Linked DNA regions of Danio rerio: region 2 is linked to region 1. The links are chromatin contacts, called in public Hi-C maps. All regions are on one chromosome and are shown on one strand. Each heading gives the region's core, a stretch centred on a gene start, on an enhancer-like site or on the middle of the called end of the contact. The rest is flanking DNA. Distances are from core to core; before and after follow the strand shown.

Region 1 (6,735 bases), core at 4,122-6,621:
ATTTTATGATGCTATAGAGTCATACACATCTGTGAATGCTGGACGTGTTGTTTGCTTTTATTTAGATAGACAGCAGGACGGATGCTCTGAGGGAATGTGACGTGAGCTGAAAGACGCGTAACAAACACACACAGACTGCTCTCTATAGTATGATCATCAACCCTTACATAAAGAAACGGACACAGTCTAAGACTAAATCATTTTTATTCTTTTTCAATTATTTCCTAAGTGATGTTTAAAGGTCCTGTGAAATTAAACTAAATTAAATTAAACTTTTTTTTTTTTAGGTGTATCAGTATGTTAGTTTTAACAATATCCATAATGTAGAGGGCTCCAAAACAGTGACATAAGCATTGAACCTGATATAAGCATTAAAATCTTGGAGTTTTTCCACCTCCACCTAAATGGGTCAATGATTTTTTGACGTGTCCTCACTTCAGTTTCTCATCAGGTCTTCTGGCCAATCAAATGCTCTCTAGTGTCTGACATGCCCCGCCCAATTTTTCTCATTGGCTGTTTCATTTGAGCTCATCCACTCTCACTGGCAGAGCTGTGAGAAAGCAAAACGCTATTGGCTGTTTTTTAAATAAGGGGAGGGGCTACTATATGCCGAGCCTCTCTTTATGCTTCAGTTGAATTGGAGACTTTGCTGTTCATTTGTGCTTCATCTAAAACTCCACATTTACAGTCGTCTTAGTCTATGCTGACATTGGGCTCTATTTTAATGATCTAGGTGCATAGTCTAAAGCTCGTGGTGCAAAAGCATTAAGGGTGTGTTCGAATCCACTTTTGCTTTTTAAGGATGGTAAAATACGCTCTGTGCCCTGACGCATGCTTTAACAGGGCTGTGCTTATTCTCTGTATGAGGTCTGAGTGTGTTTTGAGCATAATGTGCATTAAACCAACCAGAGTCTCATTTCACAGTCCTTTTTAAGAGTCGGTTGTGTCGCTCTATGGTGCATTTGCTATTTACATGGTAGATTTTATAAGCGTAAAAACTGAACGCTTCACTAGTGAGAACACAGTTAAACAGAGCATCTGCAGCACGAGGATAAAGAACGAGCCTCCTCCATTCAGCCTCTTTACTTTCTCTTTACTTTACTCCTTTACTTTGGTTAAGTGAAGAAACGGTGGAAACTCTCTTCACTAAACACATCCATTAGCCCACATATTTCATTTCCTTGGTAAAGTGCAAAGATTTGTGTCAACTATTTCTAAATTCAGTTCTAATATTTTATACATAAGTTATATCCAAACACATGTTCTGTTCTCATGCCCCATATGCTGATGCAGACGTCTCCAAAACCCCACAGCTGGACACATCTACACTTGTGTTTATTAAAACAAATATAAATATACAGATAATAAATAATACTGCTAATAATAATAATCACGTTATACAGATGCAGATCGTTATCAATAAACTGAAAAAGCCCCCCGAGGAGAAGAAGGCATAGAGGCAGTGCTGTTTATACTGATGGAGAAAATCATCATTTCTGGATCATTTTAATCTTTAAGTGTTTTCATCTGTAAAGATATTTGTGTGTTGCTGTTCATCCTGTGTATATTCAGCAGTGTGTAAGCGTCTGGACCTGCATAGGTGCATAACTAACGCGCTCTGCTGGACTTTAGAGCAGCTTTTAGTTGGTCAATGGCACTGTTGGTCTATTTCAGTTCCTCAAAATAGCAACGCACCAACAGTGCACCTTAACACACCTCCCTTATAGACCAGCACACACATGAGTCCACAAAGTGGTGCAAATAGATTTGATATTTAAATAATATGGTGCAAAACGTGAAAATTAGGGTTGCGCTGGTCTAAAAACGGCAATAAATCACGTCTTGCTCCTTATTGCGCCGGGTGTATGATGGAGCCCATTATCTTCAGCAGCTCAAACACTCTAATGGCTAATGGACGATTGGCTGCTTCTCAGTCATGGCTGCTGTTTATGCTAATGAGGGAGAGATTGTCACTAGTGGGCGGGGCTTTCCCGCTCTGATGACGCACAAATAGAGAATGTCAAAGTGTTTCTGCAGGCTGTTTTGATCAAGTCTGATTATAAACAGTAGAATTAATACGTTCACCATTAGAGGCTGGATATATTCACACTGCTACTGTGTTTTAACCCCTTATAAAAGTGATTTTTGCAGAATCACAGATTAATTAGTTATGAACTACAACCTAACAGCAGTGTTATTATTTTTTATTTTTTATTTCTTGCTTGCTGGTTAAATCTTTGGACATCGCCATCCAAAATCCATTTGTTTTATTCGAGTGAGCTGTTATGTTCTGAGCCACTCGTCATGATGGATGTAATGAGCACTGGTGGTTTCATTCAGCGCACATTGAGATCTTGTAATGTCAGAGAGATTTGCTCTTGCGGTTGTACTGTAGTTGTAAACCTGACGAGATCTCATAAACCTTGTATAAATATTGATTTTGGGACTCGAGTAACATCTTTCCTTTGCAGCGGTGCAGCCTCATAAATCAGACTGCCAAAAATCCTCATCTTCCATTATTACTGGCAGCCAAACTCCACTTTGTGAAGCTGATTGCTTTAGGAGTGTTTCCAGGACCTGGATAAAGCTCAGGATGCTAACAGAGAAATCCAAACTATTAGTGTCAGTCAGTTGTGCTCGGTTATTTATCCTATCTGTTGTTTATCTATGCGTTTAATATTGAACAATATATAATATACAATATTATATGTGGTTTGCACTGTGCCCTCACAGCAAAAAGGACTCCCGAGTGTGTTTCTGTGTGGAGTTTGCATGTTCTCCCCGTGTTGGCGTGGGTTTCCTCCGGGTGCTCAGGTTTCCCCCACAGTCCAAACACATGCGCTGTGAATGAGTGTGTATGGGTGTTTCCCAGTGCTGGGTTGCAGGTGGAAGGGTATCCGTTGTGTGAAACGTATGCTAGAATAGTTAATAGTTAATTCCGGTGTGGCGACCCCTGATAAGTCAGGGACTAAGCCGAAGGAAAATAGATGAAGCATGAATATATAAATCGTTTATATTATTTATACAACAATGACCGTGCTACTTTACATTTGATTGTTCAATTTCTATACTTTAAGACTTCCTGGATTGATTTATTTTTGCTAGTAATGTATTTATGCAGATGCATGGCATAGAAAAAAGACTTGATCATCCCATCCCATCATCTAAATTAATGAAATATTTCCATGTAAAATATTTCCATAATTTTTAATTTAATCAAAAATGGTCAAATGAGTAATGTAAAATTGTAAAATTTAATGTAACTGTTTTGATATTTAAATACGTAGTCAGTGTGAATCAGAAGCTGCCGAGTCTTTTATTTTGGCATGTTGATGTACTTACTATTGAAACTGAATATTGAGTAACATGCATGAAATAAGCATACATTTGTTTTCAGTGGATTAACTTAGATTAATTGTTCACCCAAAGAATAAACATTGAAAAATAAACATTGTACATTATTGTCCTTTAAAAGCTTGCCATATTAACAATGTATGGTATGTACAAAAGAAAAAAAAAAAACTACAAGTAAGAAAAGCAACAGAGAAAGTACAGGTTCTGGAAATAAACACACTTGATGGGTATTTTGGATTAACTCATTTAAACATAATGAGATCTAGGGAAAGCAAAATAATCTGTGTTTTTCTGAAGATTTGACATAGGATTAGTTCTTCTCCCACATTGACACATTATTTAGCTTGTTTTAATAAAAAAGTCGTTAATTTTGACTCATTCTTTCTGAAAACAAGCCAATATTTTGTACTGGTCTAGAAAATGCTTCTTGATTTAAGAAGTTTTATATATTTGGACTAAAAACATAACAAAAACTTGAAGTAAGAGAAGCAACAGAGAAAGTAAAGGTTCTGGAAATAAATACGCTTGATGGTTATTTTGTTTTAACTCATTTAAACAGAATGAGATATAGGGAAAGCAAAATAATTTTGTTTCTTATTGTGACATAAGTTTATTTCACTTATTCCATTGGCAGAATGTTTTGCTTGGTTCAAGGAAAAACTCACTTCATAAGTTAAAAACTCTAGATTATACCGATATAGAAACTTTTTTTATCCAGTGAGTGCTAAGCTATTAAATAGTGGTGGCTTAGACTGAGAGTATCTCTGTCTCTCTTATTTATTTATGCATTTGTGGGTATGCATTTGTGGGGGTATAGATTTATTTATTTATGTACTTATCTGTTGTTTGTATTGTTTTTCTATGTATGTGATGACAAGAGCCCAAGACAAATTTCCCTAACTGGGACAATGAAGTTTTACCACACCTTACCTTACTTAATTTTGACATATTATTTATGAAAACAAGAGAATATTTTGTTCTTGTCTAGAAATGCTTCTTGATTTAAGAATTTTTTGATTTTTGGACTAGAAATGAGACAAAAACTTTAAGTAAGAAAAGCAACATAGAAAGTAAAGGTTCTGGAAATAAATACGCTCGATGATTATTTAGGATGAACTCATTTAATGAGATATAGGAAAAGCAAAATAATCTTGTTTTTTTTAAATAAGACTTGACATAAGATTATTTCACTTCCCCCATTGGCAGATTATTTTGCTTATTTTAAGGAAAAACTCACTTAATTTTGACTCATTATTTATGAAAACAAGACAACATTTTGTACTTGTCTAGAAAATGCTTCTAGATTTAAGAATCTTTTGACTATAGACAAGACAAAAACTCTACGTAAGAAAAGCAACAGAGAAAGTAAAGGTTCTGGAAATAAACACACTTGATGGGTATTTTGGATTAACTCATTTGAATGAGATATTGGAAAAGCAAAGTAATCTTGTTCTTTATTTTGACATAAGAATATTTCAGCTACCTGATTGACAGATTATCTATAGTTTCAAAGAAAAACTAACTTAATTTAGATTTCTAATTTATTTTATTTTTTAAATTTATTCATTATTTTTAGATATTTGGACTAGAAACAAGACAAAAACTCTAAATAAGAAAATCCTCTTCTTTTCAGTGTATTAGGAAAATGACGCTCTGTAATGTAGTTAAAGTTGTGCAGGTTTAGACTCTTTGAAAGGTCTTTCGGTGTGTTGATTGAGTGCATTTAAAGACGCCTCTGGTGTGTTAACCACCATACTGTGACAATATTATGTTTCAAAAGACTAGGCTTTTTTTTGTTCTTGCCACAAAAAATGCCACAAAAAAGCAACAGCTCTGCATTCCATACACATAACTGGAGTGATTAATGATTGTCTAATTCCAGCACACACTTTTTCCCCCTTATCGTAACAACTATATTAAATTTCTGCAGTAATAAATATGCATTTGTCATCAGAGCATTAACTGAGATCCTTCAGAGCTTGTGTGTTGTGCGCCAAAACTTCATGATCCCTGACATGTTCCCCACCCCCAACACACACACACATACACACACACTGGGATCTGGGGGCCCCTGACCGCATCCTGCAGCTGTCTCCTACGTGACAGACCCATTTCAAACTGTTTCAAACTCAAATATTACCTTTAACTCTCTGAATCTAACACATTTTGTGTCTCTAGCTGTGTTTCAATCCACCTATTTTTGTGCACATTTTGAAAAATTGCGTTAAAAACACTTATTGAAAACACTGAGACGTGCATAAATTCAGAAAATTTGCATTAGAAAAGCTGAGTAGATCATACGTTTGAGAAAAGGTTCATAAACCATAATGGAAGCACATTTAGGGTAAAATTAGTAAAGTGATATGATTTAGTTTGAGCAGATGATTTGTTGATGAAAATGTGTGTGATGTGAGACATTGATGGACAGACTAGCATTTAGATCACATTGTAAAATCTGAAATGTTGTTTTGCTGATTGTAAAACACTTTCGCCATCAGTGCTTTAGTATTATTCATCCCAAAAGCCACTGCGTTCATTGCATTTCATCTTTATCTTCTGAGGCGCAACTCATTTATTAGAGAAGAAAACACAGGTACGAGAGATGTCACTGGGCTGGTACCTTTTTAAAAGGTACATATTTGTACTTAAAGTGTTCAGATTGGTAACTTGAGGTATATATTAGTACCTAAAGATCGCAAAAGGTAGACTTTTGTACTTTTTAAGTACTAATATAATAAATACCCTTGAGGTATTAATAAGGACCATTTAGTAACAAATGTATACCATTTATTACCTTTATTTATTCATCTATTTTTATTGGTTTATTAAACTTTTTTTAAATGGCACGATAGTTTTACAGTGCTGCATGGTATGTGGTATATATTGTTACCGCAGAATAAAATGTATACCGTAAAATAATTATTTTATTGTGTGCATACTGTTAATATTTGCAGAAACCTTCACAAAGCTCTCTGGTGGATTTACGAGAAATGGCATGTATGAAAAAACGTGCCTCAGTAACGTATTTTGAGATGTACATGGGACCCTCTAGTGGACTAAAAAAAAATCTGGCTGAAAACATAGTCAAGGTTATGTATTTGTTGGTTTTCAAAAATGTAGCTCTGGGCACATATTTCCAATTGAAAAATAGCAAAAAAAACACTTGGTATGTGGTATACAGTTGAAGTCAGAATTATTAGCCCCCCCTGAATTATTAGCGCCCCTGTTTATTTAATTTTTGTTCTGTTCTGGGAAGATTGTTTCAGCACATTTCTAAGCATAATAGTTTTAAAAACTTATTTCTTATAACAGATTTATTTTGTCTTTTCCATGATGACAGTAAATAATATTTTACTAGATATTTTTCAAGACACTTCTATA
Region 2 (6,735 bases), core at 1,377-3,876, 60 kb before region 1:
ACCACCAGCCTGAACCGCTGATACAAGGCAGGATGATCCATGCTTTTATGTTGTTGAGGCCAAATTGTGAGCCGAGCATCCGAATGTGTCAGCAGAAATGGAGACTCATCAGAGCAGCAACGTTTCTCCAATCTTCTATTGTCCAGTTTTGGTGAGTCTGTGTGAATTGTAGCCTCAGTTTCCTGTTCTTAGCTGACAGGAGCGGCACCCGGTGTGCTCTTCTGCTGCTGTAGCCCATCCGCCTCAAGGTTGGACGTGTTGTGTGTTCAGAGATGCTCTTCTGCAGAGCTCGGTTGTATCGAGTGCTTATTTGAGTTACTGTTGCCTTTCTATCAGCTGGAACCAGTCTGGCCATTCTCCTCTGACCATCAACAAGGCATTTGCGCCCACAGAACTGCCGCTCACTGGATGTTTCCTCATTGTCGGAGCATTCTCTGTAAACCCTAAAGATGGTTGTGCGTGAAAATCCCAGTAGATCAGCAGTTTCTGAAATACTCAGAGCAGCCCGTCTGGCACCAACAACCATGCCACGTTCAAAGTCACTTAAATCCCCTTTATTCCCCATTCTGATGCTTGCTTTGATCATCTTGACCATGTCTACATGCCTAAATGCATTGAGGTGCTGCCATGTGATTGGCTGATTAGAAGTTTGCGTTAACAAGCAGTTGGACAGGTGTACCTAATAAAGTGGCCGATGAGTTTAGTTAAGCCTTTAAATGTCACTTTAAGCTGTATAGAAGTGTCTTGAAGAATGTCTAGTCAAATTTGTGCATCATCATGGTAAAGAGAAAATGAATCATTTATTAGAAATGAGTTATTAAAGCTATTATGAAAAGAAATGTGCTGAAATATTCTTCTCTCCGTTAAACAGAAATTAGGGAAAAATATACAGGAGGGCGAATAATTCTAGAGAGAGATCTAGTTTGCTGGACATAATCTGTATTTCTGTGTAAAGTGTTGTTTTTGTAGCCACTTCACGTCCCCACTACATTCTGGAGGGTCTGTAATCTAAATCCAGATGCAAAGTAAACTGTCCTTTTCAAGTGTGTGTGTGTGTGTGTGTGTGTGTGTGTGTGTGTGTGTGTGTGTGTGTGTGTGTGTGTGTGTGTGTGTGTGTGTGTGTGTGTGTGTGTGTGTGTGTGTGTGTGTGTGTGTGTGTGTGTGTGTGTGATTTGAGCATTAGTTTGAGGGCTAATAGAGTTGTGTAGGGTCTAAACCCCAAATAAAAGCGAAGCGCTGCACTTAATCTGAGCAGCCTGTCAGCTTCCTGATCATCCCTCTGGTTTCCATGGCGACTCCAGCTGCCGTCCAATCAGCTGTGTGTGTGTGGCGGCCGTGTCCAATGGGATTATGGGAAAGCGGGCCAGTCAGCAGCACACGGGGTGTTGTGGTAAAGCCGCCGAGGTGTCCAGGGTTTTTGTTTGGATTTGTGGAGAGGGGTCGCCGCTGGGATGTTGTGTCTGCCACTGGGGTTGGGGTTTGTGACCTGTGCAGACGGACTAACACACACACACACACACACAAACACAAAAAAACACATGGTCAAACAGGCGCACACACAAACAGACAGACACAAACACACACAGTTAAACACGCACACAAACATGCACATACTCAAACCAAATTACATTCAAACAAAAACATTAAAACACACACTTTAAACACACACAAGCACACTTGTGAATGTGTGCGCACATGTATACATTCGTGCACACACACATACAAACACAAAAAAACACATGGTTAAACACACAACCAAACACACGCAAATACAGTTGCGAATGCGCGCACACACACACACACACACATACTCAAGTATACGAGCACACACACACATACAAACACAAAAACATGATTAAACGCACACAAACACACACATAAACACACTTGCACTCAAACAGGCACACACACAGACACAAACAGTTAAATGCGCACACACACTCGAACACAATTACATTCACACACAAAACATGGTTAAACACACACAAACACACACTTACACACTCAAATTACAAAAACATGGTTAAACACACACTTACACACTCAAACACAATTACATCCAAACACAAACATTTAAAAACACCCACAAACACACTTGTGACTGCACACATACACACGCACACACTTGAACACACACTCATTCATACACACAAACACACACACAAACACACTTTAGCACACTAACAAACTCACACATTTGAAAACACACTAATTTACAGACACACACATACACGTGAACACATTTAAACACACACACACACACACTCTCACACATTTACATAAACTCAATCACACCACACCTGTGTACACACACACACACACATTTGAAAACACAAACATACACAAACTCACACACTTGCTAACACAAACACACTCATTCACACAGAAATACACAAACACATTTGAAAACATATACACACACACACACACACACACACACACACACACACACACACACACAAACACATTTGAAAACACAATCACAAACACAATTACACATACATACATACATACATACACACACACACACACACACACACACACACACACACACACACACACACACACACACACACACACACACACACACACACAGAATCGTGTGTGAGGACAGAAGCTCCACACGGTGTCAGTATTGAGCAGTGTGTGTGTATGTTAAGGGCTCTCGCTCCTCATGTGCCCTCGATGAACTCGGCACCCAGATGCAGACGTTTGGCTCCGTTCCAACACATGCTTCTCTGCTGTCCTCACATAACAGGGCCAAACACACATACCTTCCCTCGCCGCGCCGCTCTCGCACAGATCACTTTCTTACAGACCCATTCAATGAAGCCGGCCCGAGGAACAGCCAGGGTGCGAATGGGCTATATATGCACAGCTAGTGTGTTTTCCCCCACAGATGAGGGTTTTCAATTTCTTAAGCTTGCTTTAACAGCGTTGATGTTGTAATAAAATTAAAATACAATCAGTTAAACAGACTTCAGCATTCGTTTACGAAAACGCATTCGAAAACGCCGGGGTAAAACAATAAATTTCCATGTTTTAAAGCTGCTGTATGTCAGTGTTTGACTCTTCCGAAGCAGAAAAGCAGCATCACATGTGTGGAGATATTCAGAAACATGCTCAGTGAATATTCTTGTTAATCTGAAAAGTCAGATATTCTGCTTTGAACATGTGCGTTACTTGCCGGAACGGCTGTCTATGTTTTGATCATTTAACCCGCCCAATGTCAGTTTAGCCAATTATATTTCAGCACCCCGGGTTGCCAGATGGTGGAAAACAGCGCATTTCATTCATTCAGTCAGTCAGTCAGGAAGGCTCTGAAGCATGTGTATGTGACTGAAATGCGACATCAGGTGGACAGTAGCAGACTCCAAAATGAGACGCAGATTCAGAGTTCCACATGAGGGTATTAATTAGTAGGGGTGTCACGATTTCTATTTTTAATCGAAATCGATCGAAATTTATGCTCAATTTCGATTATCGAATCAAAAAATAGAATCGTCGATGCAGCCACGCCCCCATGTCACGTCAGCTTGGCTTGCCAAGCGGGAAAAAAACAGTCTTGTTGAAGTGCTTGTTAAACTGCAGAAGCAGGAGACCCGTCGACAGAGCTTAAACCCTCTCCTCTTTCAATGAAGTCGCCGGTGTGGAAGAATTTTGGATTTCCAGTGAGTTATGTTGACAACGTTCATGATGTCGACAAAAAAAACACAGTTTTGCAAGCTCTGCTATGTACGTATTGGGATTCGTCCGATAGACAACACCGGCATCATGATCCTCCGCCCGCCCCCGTTGCAAATCCGCTGGCGAAAAGTACACACTCAGGCCCTGTTTACACTGTCTCTGTTTTTAAATGGCATTTTAGAACGACAACGATTTGACATCCACAGTGGCGTGTAGCATTTCTGAGCAGCCCTCCTTCCTCTCTACCTCTGAAAATGCACATCACGTGACCACACACACACAGACGCACACACAGCCATGCGCTCGAGACAGCGGGTCCAGGCAGTCAGAGGACTGCTTCAATCTTTCACTCACTTGTACTTGGTCATTTTAGCGAACACCTCAGATACTGTTGGCTGGTTCCTGTTGGTTGTGCGTCTTTTTTACCGACGCCATTATAACGACACAGATCACTGCCTATTCACGAGTCCCGCAGAAACAGTGATTGACAGGTGGTAATTATGTGTGTGTCTTGCCTTTATTCATTTACTGTATGATTTGTTTATGGGTAAAACAAAGACCATGCAGGTCAGGTAGTTTAAACGGTAGGCTACAAGTAATTAATTGGTCATTAATTAATTTAATTATTTATAATCGAGAATCGAATCGTGACTTTAGAATCGAAAATGTAATCAAATTGAGGATTCGGAGGATCGTGACACCCTTAGTGATTAGCAAATACTATAAATATCACGAGCGTAAACATTAGGTGAGCATGTCACATTGTAGTCTTCTCATCAGTGACATTGCATCTACACAGTCTTTAAGTCAGTGTGTGTAAAGATTTTGGACATCTTCATGGACTTTTAATGCTTCCAAACAGTTTGCTGCAATAGTAAATCGCTTGAGGTAGTTCATTCTGATGTGATTTACCTTCTATGTGTGATTTGATTGGACGGGAATCACAGGACTGACTTTTCTAATCCCCATACACAAAATACAGTAGTGACTGCAGGTTGAAGGAAAGTACTGGAGTAAAAGTACCAATACTGCGGTAAAAATGCACTCAAAGTAAAAGTACACATTTTTAAAACTACTTCCTGAGGAAAAACTACTCAACTGCAGTCATTTGAGTGTTCGTAATTTACTTTACACCACTGCTATTAAAGACTCTGACAATGTCCTGCTGCCTGTGTGATCCATAAAGGCTTCTGAATGCAAAACCGACTCATTTTCACCAGCGATCCAAACCCCTGCTGTGTGTTTGCTTTGGCTTTGTTGGGAACGGTGTTATTTTCTTGCTCGTCTGATGGTGTTTGACTGGGGGTCAGGCTGCCGGACTGCTTCCCGGTCACCCAGAAGTGGGTCAGTCTGTTCTCCTGTCACATCAGTGCATTCGCTGGGTCAAATGAGCATGAAAAACGCTCGAGTCACGCATTTCTGTGATTTAGACGCACATCGGTTTTCCTCTTCACGATACACGATCATCCAATTAACCCATATCATAGTCACGTTAATGCAAGCAAGCTTAATACGTCATTAAATAAAGCAGATTTTCATGCCTCTTGTGTTCTCACATTGTGTTAATTGACCATCCTCCTGACATTAAAATGTGGAATCATGCTGTTATCTGCAGCTCGCATCCATATTCAGTGACCTGGACTGAAAAACACAGCAATTGCACATTTTAAAGGAGTAAATCACCCAGAAACATGAACCATTCATAATTTGCATCTCCTCATGTCGCACCAAAACCCATTAGACTTTCCTCCATTGGTGGTTTTCTATACGGTTACAATGAATGCTTATAAGAGTTATAAATGGATGGAAATGTGTAAAATGACAAGGTCATTGTGTTATACAGTGGTGAAAATAAGTATTGAACACATTGTCATGCTTTTTCAAGGGATTAATAATTTTAAAGGAGCTGTTAACATGGAATTGAAGCAGATTTTGGTAAAAACTCAATAAGTATGAACATAAAAATAAAACAAAACAAAAAATTCTGAGAAATTATGTGTAATAAGTAGGGTTGTCACAATATACCGGTATGACGGTCTACCACGATTTGAACGTGCACGATTATCATACCATGAACAATTGCATATCAACGGTTTTAACCCTTAAAGACCGAGACAGCCGCCCGCGGCTAAAAATAAGTATAGCTCTTAAATGTTTAATAACTTTTGATCCGCTGATCCGATTCATACAATTCAAAGATTGGCATAAAGAAGAGAGTCTCAGCTTTCCAGTGCTGTATCACATAACAATCGCGGACTTTCAGAGGCTCCGGAATCAGTGCAGTTACGTCATCAAAATTTGACAACGCTGATTTGACAAAGAAACGCTCGTCACTGTGTCTCCGGACAAACCAGACATCATACATTGATGCATTGTCCCTCCTCCATGCCCAGATTGGTTCAAACTCGCTATATCACAACCAATACGCATAGGTTTCACTTTTGTTTGTGGACCAACACTGAGCTTTTTGAACAACACGGAATGAGAGATAGGCATACATTTATGCGCGGCTAAATAAAACGCAAAAAAAAAAGTTTTGCATGAAATAATTCTCATACTAAGTATGTTTGCATGCACAGCAGCACAGAAACATGACAAAACAGTGACACAGCAAAGCCGAACTGCTGCTCTTGCTGTTTTCAAAAGACGCAAGTGAAGGTGCAGCTGTTTGTCTGCATTGCAGACAACCATATCCAAATCCATATCCACAGACAACCATATCCATGCTGGCACATAAAACCTAAGGATGTTCCATATTGAATCTAGTTTCGTTATGTAACTATTTATAGTATAGTAAATATTTATATCTATTTTTTTACTGAGGATTTGCACCATGTTTATTTGGACTTTATTTATTTGACACATTATTTATTATTTTCTTATTTTTTTATTTGTTCATTGTAAGTGGTGTTGTTTATAGTAACTGAAAATATATTATTTGGAAAAAGTCAAATTTGCTTCACTGTTCTATTATTTTGTAACATTTGTAACATACCGTATACCGCGAAACCGTCAAACCGTGGTATTGTTTTAGACGATTATCATACC

Evidence for each region. Hi-C and Micro-C count contacts between places; a contact is called where the count stands out from the background.
Region 2: a Hi-C map of embryo shows a contact between it and region 1, with 2.0 times the contacts expected there. The contact joins two enhancer-like sites. A contact is called at or near these places in 2 of 18 Hi-C or Micro-C datasets (caudal fin and embryo).

What each region holds. Positions count from the first base shown.
Region 1 is chr8:62,967,572-62,974,306 of GRCz12tu, reverse strand. The region is part of intron 2 of nr6a1a (nuclear receptor subfamily 6, group A, member 1a); the gene reads left to right. Among named protein-coding and RNA genes, the nearest start is that of mir181a-2, 49 kb to the left of the region's middle. Within about 2 kb of position 5,371, at least 27 of the 62 cell types and tissues checked have an H3K27ac peak or open chromatin away from gene starts, as enhancers often do.
Region 2 is chr8:63,024,977-63,031,711 of GRCz12tu, reverse strand. The region is part of intron 2 of nr6a1a (nuclear receptor subfamily 6, group A, member 1a); the gene reads left to right. Among named protein-coding and RNA genes, the nearest start is that of mir181b-2, 8.7 kb to the right of the region's middle. Within about 2 kb of position 2,626, at least 33 of the 62 cell types and tissues checked have an H3K27ac peak or open chromatin away from gene starts, as enhancers often do.